2 separate regions of the Mus musculus genome follow, and region 1 is linked to region 2. A link is a contact called in public Hi-C data. All regions are on one chromosome and are shown on one strand. The core of a region is the stretch at or near the end of the contact, and the rest is flanking DNA. Distances in the headings are between cores, read along the strand shown. Region 1 holds the start of Slc19a2 (solute carrier family 19 (thiamine transporter), member 2). Region 2 holds the start of Suco (SUN domain containing ossification factor).

Region 1 (7,115 bases), core at 4,121-6,620, 2.4 Mb after region 2:
GATAAGGCAGAACACCACTAGTAATCTTCCTTTGTATGATTTTACTGACTATCCTTCGACATTTTTTATTGTGTTATATAAATTTTGAGGTACTTTTGAATTCTTAATTGAATATTTCTTGGATCCCTGCTGGAATTTTATTGAGGTTATAAATTGACTTTGGGGAAAAGAACAATTTAATTATATGAATATGGTGTGTCTGACAATTTGTTGAGACCATGTTTTATTATCTATGACATTACCTTCAATTTGGCAAAAAAAAAATATCCATTAAAAATAATTATAGTTGAAAGATCTTTTCAATGAAGATAAAAAATAAATTATTTATAAAATAAGAAGGGATCTTAAAAATAAGGATAGAAAAACCAAAAGAAAAATGGGCAAAGGTCAGGAGTAGTGTATTTATAGAAGGGTACATCTACATAGTTACAAATACAAACAGAAAGAAGCTACAACAGAAAGAAACAGAAAGACGCTAAATACAAATATAAATGTTTTCAAATTTATTATCATTATTTTATAATACTGGGGAGTCTAATTCAGAGTCTCTCACATGCTAGGAAAGCATCCTATTTTCCTGTTTTCAAATCTACATACCAATATTTCTCAACTTTTTATCTGCTGTCTCATCTTCAGTAGTGAACCTGTGCTAGGTAATTGTGGAAAGGACTTCCTCGGAGACTGTAGAATTTTTAGCAGACTCCCTGGCTTTAAGTTAGGAACATCTATCCTTTCATCATGACCATAAACAAATATCTCCAGACAATGACAAACATCTCCTGTGGGCCCAAATCTTTACTAGTTTTGTGAGAACTACTGTTTTCCACCTACTAGAGAAACTCAAAACCCGACCCCTCTTGTCCTTCAACATTCTCTGCCTGCATTCCTTCCAGCAAGGAAAGAACTCGGCCTTTAGGAGTAATCTCAGGGGTGGATAGGGAGAAATGGGAGGGTGGAGAGGGCTGTACTGGGAGGAGCTGACGTACAGGGTGCCGAAAAATGCTTAAAATACATTGTAAGAAATTCTCAAAGAGTTCATAAAGCTATTACAAAAAGAATCTGCTTTCAACTGCTCTCAAAACAAATGCTCTTATATTTGCTAGTGAAAATGTAAGCTAGCCCCGCTTTAGCTTTTGTAGAGAACAACTGAGACATACCTATTTTTTAAATTGTGTTTTAATTTTTTAAATTTTATTTAAATTTTTAAAAACTATTTTAAATATTTCTAAATATGTATTCTTCAACTATTCAGTGAATAAATGAAATTAAGCATATATAAACATATATTGTGCAGTGATTTAATTATAGCACTGTTAATGACCTACAACTAGAACTATAAGTGCCACAAATATGGAATGCTTAAATAAATCAAAGTACATCCACACAACGGATTGTTGTATAGAAGGTAGTAGAAGTATACCTTATTATACTTCTGCATGCTCTCCACATAGCACTCCTCAGCAAGATAAACAAAAACCAGAAAGGTGTAAAACATAAATTTACTTTTTTTCAAAACATATATTCCCACATATGAGTGAGAGAAAAAATCTCTTAATATCCTATTTATCCATATTTCATGGGAGAACATAGTACGCAGAATACATAAAAAGCACTTGTAGTTCAATAACAAAAGAAAACAATTTAAGGGACAAAGAACTTGAATGGACCTAGAGATAGACAGATAGTCACTACACACAGGAAAATATGCTCAACACTATCAACATCAACACTATCACTCTCTAGGGAGGTTAGAAACCGAATCCATGAGCTACCACATCACACTGACTAGGTAGGCTACCCCCTAGAAAGAAAAATACACATGGATGAGGATGTAGAAAAATTGGAAGCTTTGGATATTGCTTGAATATGGTACTGTTTCTATGGGAAACAGTTTGGCAGCTCCTCAGACAAAACAGAATTCCCAAATGAGGCATCAATTCCTCTCCTCGGAAACACACATTCAAACACACACACACACACACACACACTCACTCGCAAGTTTATAACTCACGTTTCACTCAAAACGTGAAAGCAAACCAAATGCCCATTAACTGGTGAGTGTATAGATATGGCTCAGGGCTCAACTACCGAACAGAAAGTGTTGACTTACATTAAGGTATAAGTGAAACATAAAGTCCTATGCTAAGGGAAAGAGGCCAGAGATGAAAGGTCGCAGGTATGAAACTTTCATGCAGACACATTGTTAGACACACAGGCACATTATAGTGTTCCCAGGCATTGTGGGTAAGGGGTCAGTGGAGACTCATAGCTTCTTGAGTGTGAATTGGCTTATGTGGTTGAAAACATTTCTTATTACTAGAAAGGGGCAATGGCTTAGTATTAGGAATGTACTAAGCCGCTGAGCTGTCTGTTTCAACATTGCTTATTTTGCATTGTCTTACTATAACCTTAACTTAGAAATTTATATTCTGACCATATTGTCCAAACATGCCCATCTTTATCTCATCTCAGAAGCTAAATGGGGTTGGAGTCGTTAATACTTGGATGAGAGCATATATGCATACATACATACATACATACATACATACATACATACATACATATTAGCTCAACATTAGTTTCCTATTGTTGCAAGTTCACAAAGATTTACCATCTGAAAACAATTACAACAGCTTAGCTCACAGTGGAGTGTAACCAGATGGGCTTAGGTAGGTAGGATCTCTGTTTGGGATTTCATAGGCTAAATCCAAGATGTTGGCTGGACTTTCCTCTGGAGGCTCTGAGGAAGACTGCACTCCAAGGTCTCTGACGTGCTGGGTGGCGGTGGTAGTGGTAGTTTTGTGAGACAGGTTCTCACTATGTACAGTATCTGTCCCCGAACTTCCCATGTTATTCATGTTAGCTGTAAAATTGAAATCCTCCTGATTCAGTTTACCATATGGTGGACTACAGATGTGTGCTACTATTCTTAAGAATTTTAGAAGGATTCAGTTCCATGTGATCGTAGGACTGAGGTACTGGCTTCCTTGCTGTCAGCCAGGACCCACGCTCCATTGTCACAGATTGCCCTCATCTTGGTTCATAGGCAGTAAAAGGTCAAACCCTTTTGACCTTTCAAATAAACCCTTCTGGGTTCTTTTTCTGCTACCATGGAAAGAAACTCTCTGCTTACAAAGGGCCTCTGTGATTAGGCTAGCTAGATAATTCCATTTTTGTTATAAAATGTTGTGCAATCACGAGAGTATTATCTCATCAAATCCATAAGCTTTCGTGCTACACTCAAGTAGATAGAGATTATATAAGGACAAGAGTCATTTTGGTAGAATTCTGCCTACTTAGGAACCTCTTTCAGAAAAGTAAGAAGTAATTTTCTGCCCAATTCAGGAGAAACTGCTTTATATCCAGACTCATCTCGAAGATTAGAAACTTCAATATTCGATCTATAACAAGGTGATGTATAGATTCCATAGGGTTTCAAGCCTCAACAAAAGACTAGAAAGTTGATTTTAAAAGATAGACATCTCAATGCAAAGCCCTTATCAGCTTGTTGGTTCATTTGTTTTTCTTCCCTTTTCTCTACTAAAATACATGTCCGTGCAAGGCAGCCAGGAGAACTAACTGCTCCAGCTCTATCTCTATAGTTGTGAAGAGAAACTGATATGATGGTGGAAATTTAGGTGACTACACATTTAATAGACCAAACATCCTCAAGCTTTTTGGTCTCGGAGCTCTTGTCATCGAGGAGACGTTTGATTTTGGTGACTTAGAACGGTTGATATTATCAATTTAGTAAATTGAACCGAGAAAATTTGAAATATAGCACACAGGCACACTCTCTTTTAGCTTACAAACTGATATCATCACAGGTTATATAGCCTCTGGAGGCTAAAAGGAATAAAGTCTTCCTAGCCAGCCCTTCAAAAGACTCTGAAAGATGTCAACACCACACCTTGCATTTTGGCAAATTGCTCCACGCACACATTTTGTGTATTCACTCGTGCAGCTCGATTCTGCTGATATTGGGACAGAGTCAGTCTGTGAGTCCAGCAAAAAGTCATGCAGAGGGCGATGAAAGAAAGCGCTGGGGATTCCTGCCACGGTTTGCCCTTGAAAAACTTCTGACAACAACCTGCCCTCTTATTGCCTCGTTTTTCTGTTTTAGTGAAGTGTTTTAGTGAAGGATCGCTCAATGGGAACCCAGGAGGTTCGCACAGTGAGCCCTTTCAGTCCTGCCTGCCAGCCCTCAGGTGTCTAGTTGGTCCTTCTCCTTGGAGACGCAGTGACCCAGGCAGAAATGAAAGAATGAAAATTCAGATCGCCCTCACTAACAACAGCAGTCTGAGAGGTGAATCTCAAGACTGGGAGTCGCTGTGACCAGAGGTGCTGGAGAGCCAGCAGCGCATGGTCTGAGCCAGATTTTGTAGCCAAGAGTAGGAAAGGGGGAGTGCAGGCTCCCTTGGAGAAAGACGGGGTGATTAGCCTGTCTGGATGGACCGAGAAGACAGAAACCTCCCAGTGTAGGGTGGGGGTTAGCTGCTTTTACTTTTGAACCCTGTGGGTATTTCGTGAGCGGCACACTTCCTGAAACCTTGAGCCCATTTTAGGGCCTAGGTTTTTAGGGCGATTTCCTTTCCATAGGATATATTAGTTAATTGTTCTTTGTATCCTGCCAACAAAAAGTGACGAAATAAAGCAAAAGCCTCTTGCTGATTAACTCGGTCATCCTCGTTTTCTTTCTGTCTATAGTAAAAGGCCCCAAATCTCAGTTCTCAGGTCCAGCTTGTGTCTTTCTACCACATTTAAAGACAATGTTAAAAAAAAAAAAAGCAAACTAAATCAAACCCAGCAACAACAACAAAAAGCTCTTGGAGCCCAGGGATTGCATTCTCCCGCCTCAAGGTTAAAGGTTTGCAAGCCTGTGTCATCATGTGTCCCGGGCAGAGGACCAACATCAGTAGGTTGGCAGATAAGACTGAGCAGACTCGCTGCGATGAAGCACACATCCGGGGATCCCGCTCTAGGGAGCCTTCCGGACGTGTGATCGGAAAATGCCTGGTGACCGATCCGACCAGGGAGGGTGTGTAGGGTCCTCGCCACAGAGTCCAGACATGGCCCCTAAAAGTCCGATGTCCCAGAACCCCTCACGTCAGAGCCCGGGCGCGCAGCCCCAAGCGGCCTTTCTGTCTTTTGAGCCACTGGCCAATAGGGAAGCAGGGAGGTTGGCTCCGGCCGGGAGGCATTGGCGAGGAGGAGGTTCCCGGGGGCGTGGCTAGTGATCGTCTGCTGTGGGTGGGCGTGGCGTGGGGCGTGGCCAGGCGGAGGCGGGCCAGACCGGGAGGCGGACCTAGGGAAAGGGCGTTCTGCGGTCGGGGCGGGGCGTGGGGGCGGGGCCAGGCGGGGTGGCGGGCCAGACCCGGAGGCGGACTTAGGGAAAGGGCGTTCGGCTAGCGAGCTGTGGCCGCCGGCGGGCGGTGGGGACTCCAAGCACCTTGACCCTGGCGCGAGGCGGCGTCGCGCACGCTTACAGGTGCCCGCGCGGGCTCGCGGCTCGGGCGCCCTCCCGTTGGCCGAGAAGGAGGAGGGGGCCGTGTCGGCGTCCAGCCCCTCGCGCCCAGGATGGACGTGCCAGCCAGGGTGTCCAGACGAGCGGCGGCGGCGGCGGCCAGGATGCTTCTGCGTACTGCCCGCGTCCCTCGCGAGTGCTGGTTCCTGCCGACCGCGCTGCTCTGCGCCTACGGCTTCTTCGCAAACCTCCGGCCGTCGGAGCCGTTCCTCACGCCCTACCTTCTGGGACCCGACAAGAACTTGACCGAGAGACAGGTAGGCAGGAGCGGCAGGCGGGGAGGCCGAGCATGTCAGATGTTTGTGGAGGGTCTGGCGGCGGAGTCCCGGAGCGGGCTACGCAGATATCTGTTCGGATTTCTGCTCGCTTGGAAAAGTGGCCTTACTCTTTGCGTTTCTAGCACGTTCCGTGCGAGACTAAGCAAGATGGGCCGCAGCCCACGTGCATGTGTGTTTCAGGCCGTATGTGGATAACCCGGTTCTGCCCGGACAAGTCCTGTGGGAGCTGCTGGGGACCGGGGACAGTGCGTGGATAAAGAAAACAGTAAACTCGACTTTCAGTAGAATATGTACATATGAGTGTTTGTATGTATATATGGATGGATGTTATTTGGCTTTGTTTTTGTGAGAGGGTCCCCCTTTCCTTCCCCTCCTTGACTTTGTTTACCCCTGACAAGATAGATACGCGCTATTACAGAAGGACAATACAGGACAGTAGTACGCCATCCGAATATGGGTGCTTGATTAGGTAAGACTGTGTCCAAAGATTTACTGCACCCTCTGAAGTCCGTCTCTGGGATGAAAACAGACGGTGTCATATAATTGGTACTTAGCTTTTCTCGGATGGTGAAGTGTTGCTTCACCTACAGGTTTTATCCTCCGTACAGGTGTTTTTGAGGGCTGTGATGCACATGGGCCATGACCAAGAACTCCTGCGCAGACATTTATTCAAGATACAAACTTGTACGCACAGCACCACAGAAGTGCATAGTATACTTCAGAAATGTGCCTAACTCCTGTGATTAAAGCTCATTATCCCGGCACTTGGTTTTGTCAGAGGAGCTTGTAGATGGAGATTGCTGCTCCAGGACCCTTTCCTTGAGTATCCAAAAGAGTGAAAGCTCAGGTCCGATGTCTTTTCCCTACTGTCAGATGAGTGGATGCTGAATAATTGCCACCTTCTTCCTATACCCGGTTTCCTTCCTTACCGCGCTGCTTCCCTGCCCAGGTGGCTGTAGAATATGACTCCCATTTAAGCCTCCCTGTCATTTCCTGTCAGTCATCACTTCTGAGGAGCAACTAACTCAATAACTTGGCATGCCAGGTCAGAGCAAGAGGTGACACTACCAGACCCATTTCAGACTGGCAGGATATAATTACTCAGAGTCCAGTTTGTTGTGCCTTTATTCAAGGTCACCTGGGAAAGAATTGAGAGTCAGTGTGGAATCCCGGATCCACTGACATTTAGCAAGTACAGCTGACTTCTGCCGTAATGTTACACCCTGCTCCCTAGTCTTATGGATCATGTCACAGTTATTCATTATCCATGTGTATTTTGGTGCTGGTTAAAGCCAACAGTAGAAAGATAAAGC
Region 2 (6,364 bases), core at 1,905-4,404:
TAAAATAATCTCTTAAATTAAACAGTTCTCACTGAAAATTACTTTAATGAAAACAAATGGTAATATTAACAAAGTATTTTTTATCTTTCTTAAACAACTAACTTTGGTAATTATATGTACAATACTGATGCCATATTGATACATGTAGATAAATTACAAATAATTAGACACATTTTAAAGGCACATGCACCAAGTTTTACTACTAGGGAACATACTCAGAATAACTGTTCAAAGGTTTGGATCACATCGTCCACTTCAGTGTGATGATCAACTCCCCTCTGTCAATGACTGAGAGAGTTCTGCACCTTCAGCTTCTGAATAGTGTATATTATATCATAAAACTTTGAAGACTTCAGCAAACTAAGAGACATGGATATTGACTAAGGGTAAACACAATATAATAAGTCCTTGAAGGAGGAAGACAAGGGCCGTCATAAGCAGATGTTGAAGGCCAAAATGAGAGGTTGAAGTGATGAGAGACAGGAGAGAGAATCTATGCAACACCTAGAAGCTGAAAAAGTCAAAGAACTGGAGTCTCCCCCTCAGGGTCTCCAGAATGAAGCAGCCATGCCACCTTAATACTTGCCCCAGTGAGACTGATTTTGGACTCCTGTACACACACCCTACAACTATAAAACAACTATGTGTACGCCAGTGGATTTCTGGTAATTTGTTATAGCAGCAGTAGGAGCTTACAAGGAGGCTTCTTAGTTGAGATAGTTTCAGTACTAAAAACGAGAGAGGCCACTCACTCAAGCTTTCAAGATTCACAATATTCAATACACAGTAAACATAAGAAAAACACCTTTGAATGCTTTTATAATGAAAGACAGCATGCTCTTACTGTTTTACAAAGTGCATGTGTTATCTCATTTGCTTCTAATAACTTTGGTATGAATGGATCAATTTTATCATACTGAGGCTCTAAAAACTAAAGTTCAAAGGAATTATATAGCATGTCCAAGTACACATATCTAGTAAGTGATGGTACTGTATCTGTCTAAAAACACAGGCCTTATTTAACCTATAGTCAGTCAGAGGACCACTGTAGTGAGGAGCCTGTATTACAAGCTGCTTAGGTTCAAATCTAAATTTTAGAATGCAGTAGCTGCTTAGCCATGTTACTCTGTTGCAAGCATAACTTTAGCCTCTCTATTTATTCATCTGTAAAATACAGAATTCAACTAATAATATCTACCTAAGAGGACCTTGCTGACAAAGATGCTAAAACGTACACATGCCACATGCTTGGTACAGATAACAATAAATATTAGCTATCACTGTTCTTCTGTAGCTACACTACAATTACACCTAGAATACACTGTACTACTTAACCAAGAATTGTGATTAGCAGTGTGCAAAAGAAAAAAATAGCAACCAGAATGAATAGATAGGATGCATTTTGGTTTTCTGTTAAGGTAAATCTATAGCACTCTAGGCAGGAAAAGAGAAAAGGCAGAAGGCTGTATCACACACAATCTATCAACTATGACAGTATAAGATCAAACTAAACTGCAGTAATAGTAATAGAGTAAGTCCTGGGTAGACCCTAGAACTGATTATTATATGAACATAGAATACTCAATCTACAAAAGAGAAGTGGGTAACAAAATCTGGAGATAATTTCTGAATGAGGGGAGAAAAGGCTAGTAAGAGAAGCTCACCAACTCTAAGAAATTGCTACCTAATCCTACACTGGTTTCAGGTACCAGTTTCTCTTAAGGAGTATTTAAAGGATTCAGAATGACAAGAAATACAGTCTTTCCAGTCAGATTTTCTCAGACAAGTGTTTTCTTGAGCCCATATTAATATATTATTCTATGTGAGCAACAACTCTACAACTTGAGCACCTCTGGATTCCATTACACCCATAAAAAAAAGGGAATTATTACTGGCGCTTTGAAGACATAAGGTAAATAAGAAAGTGTGTTTAGATTTTAGTATAAGAAGCAAAATCTCTTTAACACAAAGGCCATCACTTTCAGTCACCAAGTCTCAAGGCTCTTTGGGAATTCCTTCAGAAAGAATGGCTTTTCCAAGTACACCTTTAGCAATCCTTTGGTTCATAAGCTATGTCTGCTCCTGGACATCCAGAGATGTGCTTGAAATTAACTTGAACTCCATAGAACTTCAGAGAAAGGGACAGAGCGGGTCGCAAAAACCGTTTCCTTTCTAGTGCCAAAGAACATGCCCCAAAACTATGGCTGACTCCACATCTGTGATAATCCTCTCCCACCAGGCTAACCGAAAAAGGGCTTCATCAGGGATCCCGCCCGCCCCACGCCGCAGGGTTTCAAGGAGCAGCCCCAAAAGTACTATTGGTCAAGATTGTGCAAGACCTGACCAGAAGAACAACAGTTTAGACATTACTCTTACCCTCATGACGACTCACGTTTTCAAAATCACAGGTCCGGAACACATCACACCTGACTCGCCCCTGCCCTTACCTCATAACGAAAGCAAATGAACTGACAGCAAAACTGAGTAACTCACTCACTAGCTTTCTGAACACTACCCAAACTGCCCTAACTGCGGTGATGGGGTACCCGAGTACAAAGGCAAAAAGTGATCCCCAATATCCCCTTCTCTCCCTGCTGGAACTCTGCAAATTCCAAAACACAACTCGTAAACCACAAGAGGAAGAGCTGGGTGGCCGCTGTGTCCCTGGCTTAGGAGCAGGAGCACCAAGCAACCCAAAAAGCCGAGATGATTTGGGGGTGTGACCCGACCTACTCCCTCTTTCATCCCCACGGGAAGTCCCCAGAGGCCGGCCCCTTACTCACCAGACTAGAGAGCAGAGAGAGAGGCAGGAGACCAGGGCCAAGGCCCGCCGGTACTTCTTCATCTTCTCCTCCTTCTTCCCCCTGCCAGGAGGCGGCACATCCTCCCCACAGCAGCCACTGTCGAGGCCAAGATGGAGGAGCCGGAGCAGAAACGCGAGGATGGGACCGAGAGTCCGAAGAGCAGTGGGGCTTGGGGAGCGGTTCCGCAGCGGCTCGCGTCCCGGATGGCCTCCCCGAGAGGCCCACGGCAACGGGAATAGGGACGCTTCACAGGAGCGCTCGGGAGACTGCCGCCGCCGCCGCTCTGTCTGCCCGCTCGCCCGCGCCCGCCTCCTCCGGCCTTCGCCGCCACTGCCTCCCCATCCCCGCCCCGCCCGCCCGGGCCCTCGCTCCGTGCTGCCGGCGACCAACGGCCGCCGCGTACTCGCCTCTCAGCAGCCAATCCCCGGCCGGGCCAGCGCACCTCGCACTCCACTGAGCTGGGTGGAAGGAGACGCGTCACCCACGTCCCTCTCGGCTCGCGCTCCACAAGTCACAGCGCGGGCCACGCCCCCTCCGCTGACAAAGCTCCAAAACGCCACAACCGCCGCCCAACCTGCGCAGGTCCCACCCACTCGCTGGCGCTCGAACAGGAAGTCCTGTAACCCTCGGTCTTCCGCCTTTCAATGGCCTGCCCACTCTCGCTGGCACGCGCCGCCTCCGCGCACGGGTATCTGGGGCTTGTAGTCCTCCTGCCCGAACCCGCCTTTTTTTTTTTTCCTCCGTAGAACTCGCGGGTTTGGTTCTCGAGTTTTACACTTTCACTTCTCACCTTCAGACTGACTAGCTTTGTCATTTGTCATTGTTAAGTCTATAATTCTTCCTTGGAGCACAGTCATGGAACGGCCTGGAATGACTGGAGAGGGTCAGGAGAAAGCATGCTAATGCAATTTAAAAGTCGGTTTACCGGCAGTGGGTCGGGCTTACTGAGGTAGATGATGATTGGAAGGTAGAAAGAGGCGTGTCAACGTTTCCTCTCACATGATTGGCTGGGAAGGACTGAGCTTTTCTTTCACCTAAGTGAGAATTCCTACCTGCCCGCCAGATTCCTAAGATAGAGCTTTAGTGTTCTTTTTTGTTCTTTTAATTTCGGGCTGTGGGTTTGCTGCTGCAAGGCAGAAAAGACACTACGGACTCTCGGCGTCTGGAAGCAGAGAAAGCGAACTCCTACACATACTTGCTGTGAACAAGAAAAAAAAAAAGAAGTGGTGTTCACAGATGGAGACCCCAAAATCTGTAAAAAGCTGAGGCCCAGAATCCTACTTAGGGAGCGTTGGTGTGCAATCTCAGAATGCTTTGTGGCTACTGCCAGACATCTCTTCAAGTAGCTTACTGATCCTGAAAGACAGCAGTTGGAAGAGACTAGACTTTTGGCCTCTTAGTATAGCAGTTCCTTCCTCTAAGTCTCCCGTGTGCCTATTTAACATATCAAAGCAGAACTGGCTGCCACGTTCTCCCAGCATTCTTCAGTCTCTACCAGTTAGTTGCAGGATTCTTCTCATCAGCCCCTACTCCAAACTTCTCCAGCCCAGGGGCTGGGCAGCCATTCCCTCATGCACCCTTCCCTATATAATCCAGCCATTTTGGTTACCTGGCCCTTTTGGTCTGCCCTTTACCCTCCTGGCCTCTTGATCTCCTGGTCTCCTGGCTCTCCTTGCCTCCTCCACTTTCCTCACATGGCCCCTGCTCAGGTTCGTATTCACTCTGGACTCGTCCAGATGCCCCTGTCTCTGGCTATGTCTCCCTTGTATAAACCTCCTCTACCATGCCCAGGAGCAGTCATTCCCTTCCTATTTTATTTTATTTTATTTTCAGTTCCTCTCATCTATCTGCACCGCCATACCCATTAACCTCCTCCACTTCTCCCACCCTTAACTCCTGAGATCTGTGAACACTATTCTGTTCTCATCTTTGAAATTATCTTAATTTTCATGTATAAGAGAGACTACACGGCATTTGTATTTCTACCTCTGATTTTACACAACATTCTCCAATTTCATCTGTGTTACAACTAATGACAAGATTTCGTTCTTTTTATAGTTTAATGTGTAAATAAATATACTGTATTTTCTTTATCAATGGATCCCTAGGTTGCTTCCATATTTTGGCGACTGTGCAATTCCTCCTTGACATTTACCCAGGTGTTATGTTTTATATAAAAGAAAAAGCCGGGGATATGTTAGGTGGAGGCACAGTATGGAGTTGGGGGAGGGGGGCAGGGAGAAGGCTGTGCTTCTGCGGGCCCACACTGAGGCATCCCTTACCCCTGAGGAACAGCCATACAAGTATAGTATAGAATAGAGTTTATTTAGGGCATGGGGAGGGGAGTTGACAAGATAGTAGAGACAGAGAAAGGGAGAGAGAGAGGAGAGGAGTAGAGGCTAGCCATGAACACTTGGAGAGGGAGAGGAAAATGAAGGGAGAAGGGACAGAGTGGGAGAGAGTAGAAAGGCAAGCAAAAATAGAAAGAAGGGGGCAAGCAGCCCCTTTTATAGTGAGTCAGGCATAACTGTGGGGTGGAGCCTAGAAATGCTAACACCAAGCAGCAGGATTGTTGAATTGTTTGGTAGTTTTGTTTTTTTGGTTTGTGAGGGAAGATGGAGCAGAGACTGGATTGGGTGGGGAAGAGTGTCAGAAGCCCTGTGAGTACATCAGGTAATAATGGCCCACCAGGACCAGCTTCTGGAAAACAGATTAACTTACTTGGAATGATGCAAGGCTTATATACTTTGGGGAATGGGAGTAGGGTAGGAACATCTAGGATGGGCAAAGGTCACTGGATAAAGGCTTAAGGTACCAGGATGCCTCATTAACATGGAGAGGCATCCAGAAATCTCAGGTGCTAGCTGAACAGGTTCATATTGGGAGGAAGAAAGTTGAACCTGTAATCTTAACCAAGGCTATGTGATACTCTGCAGGTAGAGGTATGTGGAGGGTTAAGGTTAGAGAAGGGGGAAGCCCTGCCAGTAAAGGAAGGCCTCCATTTTGTGCTGAGCCCAGAAGGCCTTCTGGGCAATGGTAGATTTGGACCTTAATTAGCAGGGCTTTCCCATAGTTTTGGTTTGGTTTGGTTTGGTTTTCAAAGAAATCATACTGTTTTCCATGGGCCCTAAGTTACTTTTTACTGCTGTAATAAAAAATCATGACCAACAGTAATTTGGCGAAGAAAAGGGGGTATCTGGCTTACAGTCGATCCATCATAGAAAGAAGTCAGGGCAGAAGCATCAACACAAGAATCTGCAGGCAGGAACAAGAACACTGCTCCCTGCCTTTCTCCCTGTAGCTTTCCCAGCCTAATTTCTCTCCTAGATGTATGTATTTTGTTATTTTGTATATATGACTGTTTCCCCTGCATGTATGTCTGTGTAGCAACATATATGTTCCTGGTGCCCGTGGAGGTGGCAAGCTGCTATCTGGGTGTTAGAAACTGAACCCAAGTTCTTTGCAAGAATAGCAAATGCTCTTAACTACTGAGCCAATCCATCAGTAGTCCATCAGCCAGGTTTCTTATACAATTTAGGATTACGAGGCCAGGATAAGCA

Evidence for each region. Hi-C and Micro-C count contacts between places; a contact is called where the count stands out from the background.
Region 1: a contact with region 2 is called in a Hi-C map of muscle stem cells, with 4 times the contacts expected there. The contact joins the promoter of Slc19a2 here to the promoter of Suco in region 2. A contact is called at or near these places in 1 of 39 promoter capture datasets (hippocampal neurons), 1 of 484 Hi-C or Micro-C datasets (muscle stem cells) and 1 of 115 datasets of contacts at active chromatin or transcription factors (astrocytes).

Annotation. Positions count from the first base shown.
Region 1 is chr1:164,243,676-164,250,790 of GRCm38.p6, forward strand. Slc19a2 (solute carrier family 19 (thiamine transporter), member 2) reads left to right here and starts at 5,371. Exons shown (of 6, transcript NM_054087.3): 1 at 5,371-5,781. The coding sequence starts at 5,578.
Region 2 is chr1:161,873,528-161,879,891 of GRCm38.p6, forward strand. It overlaps Suco (SUN domain containing ossification factor), which reads right to left and starts at 3,155. Exons shown (of 24, transcript NM_001357402.1): 1 at 2,784-3,155. The coding sequence starts at 2,845.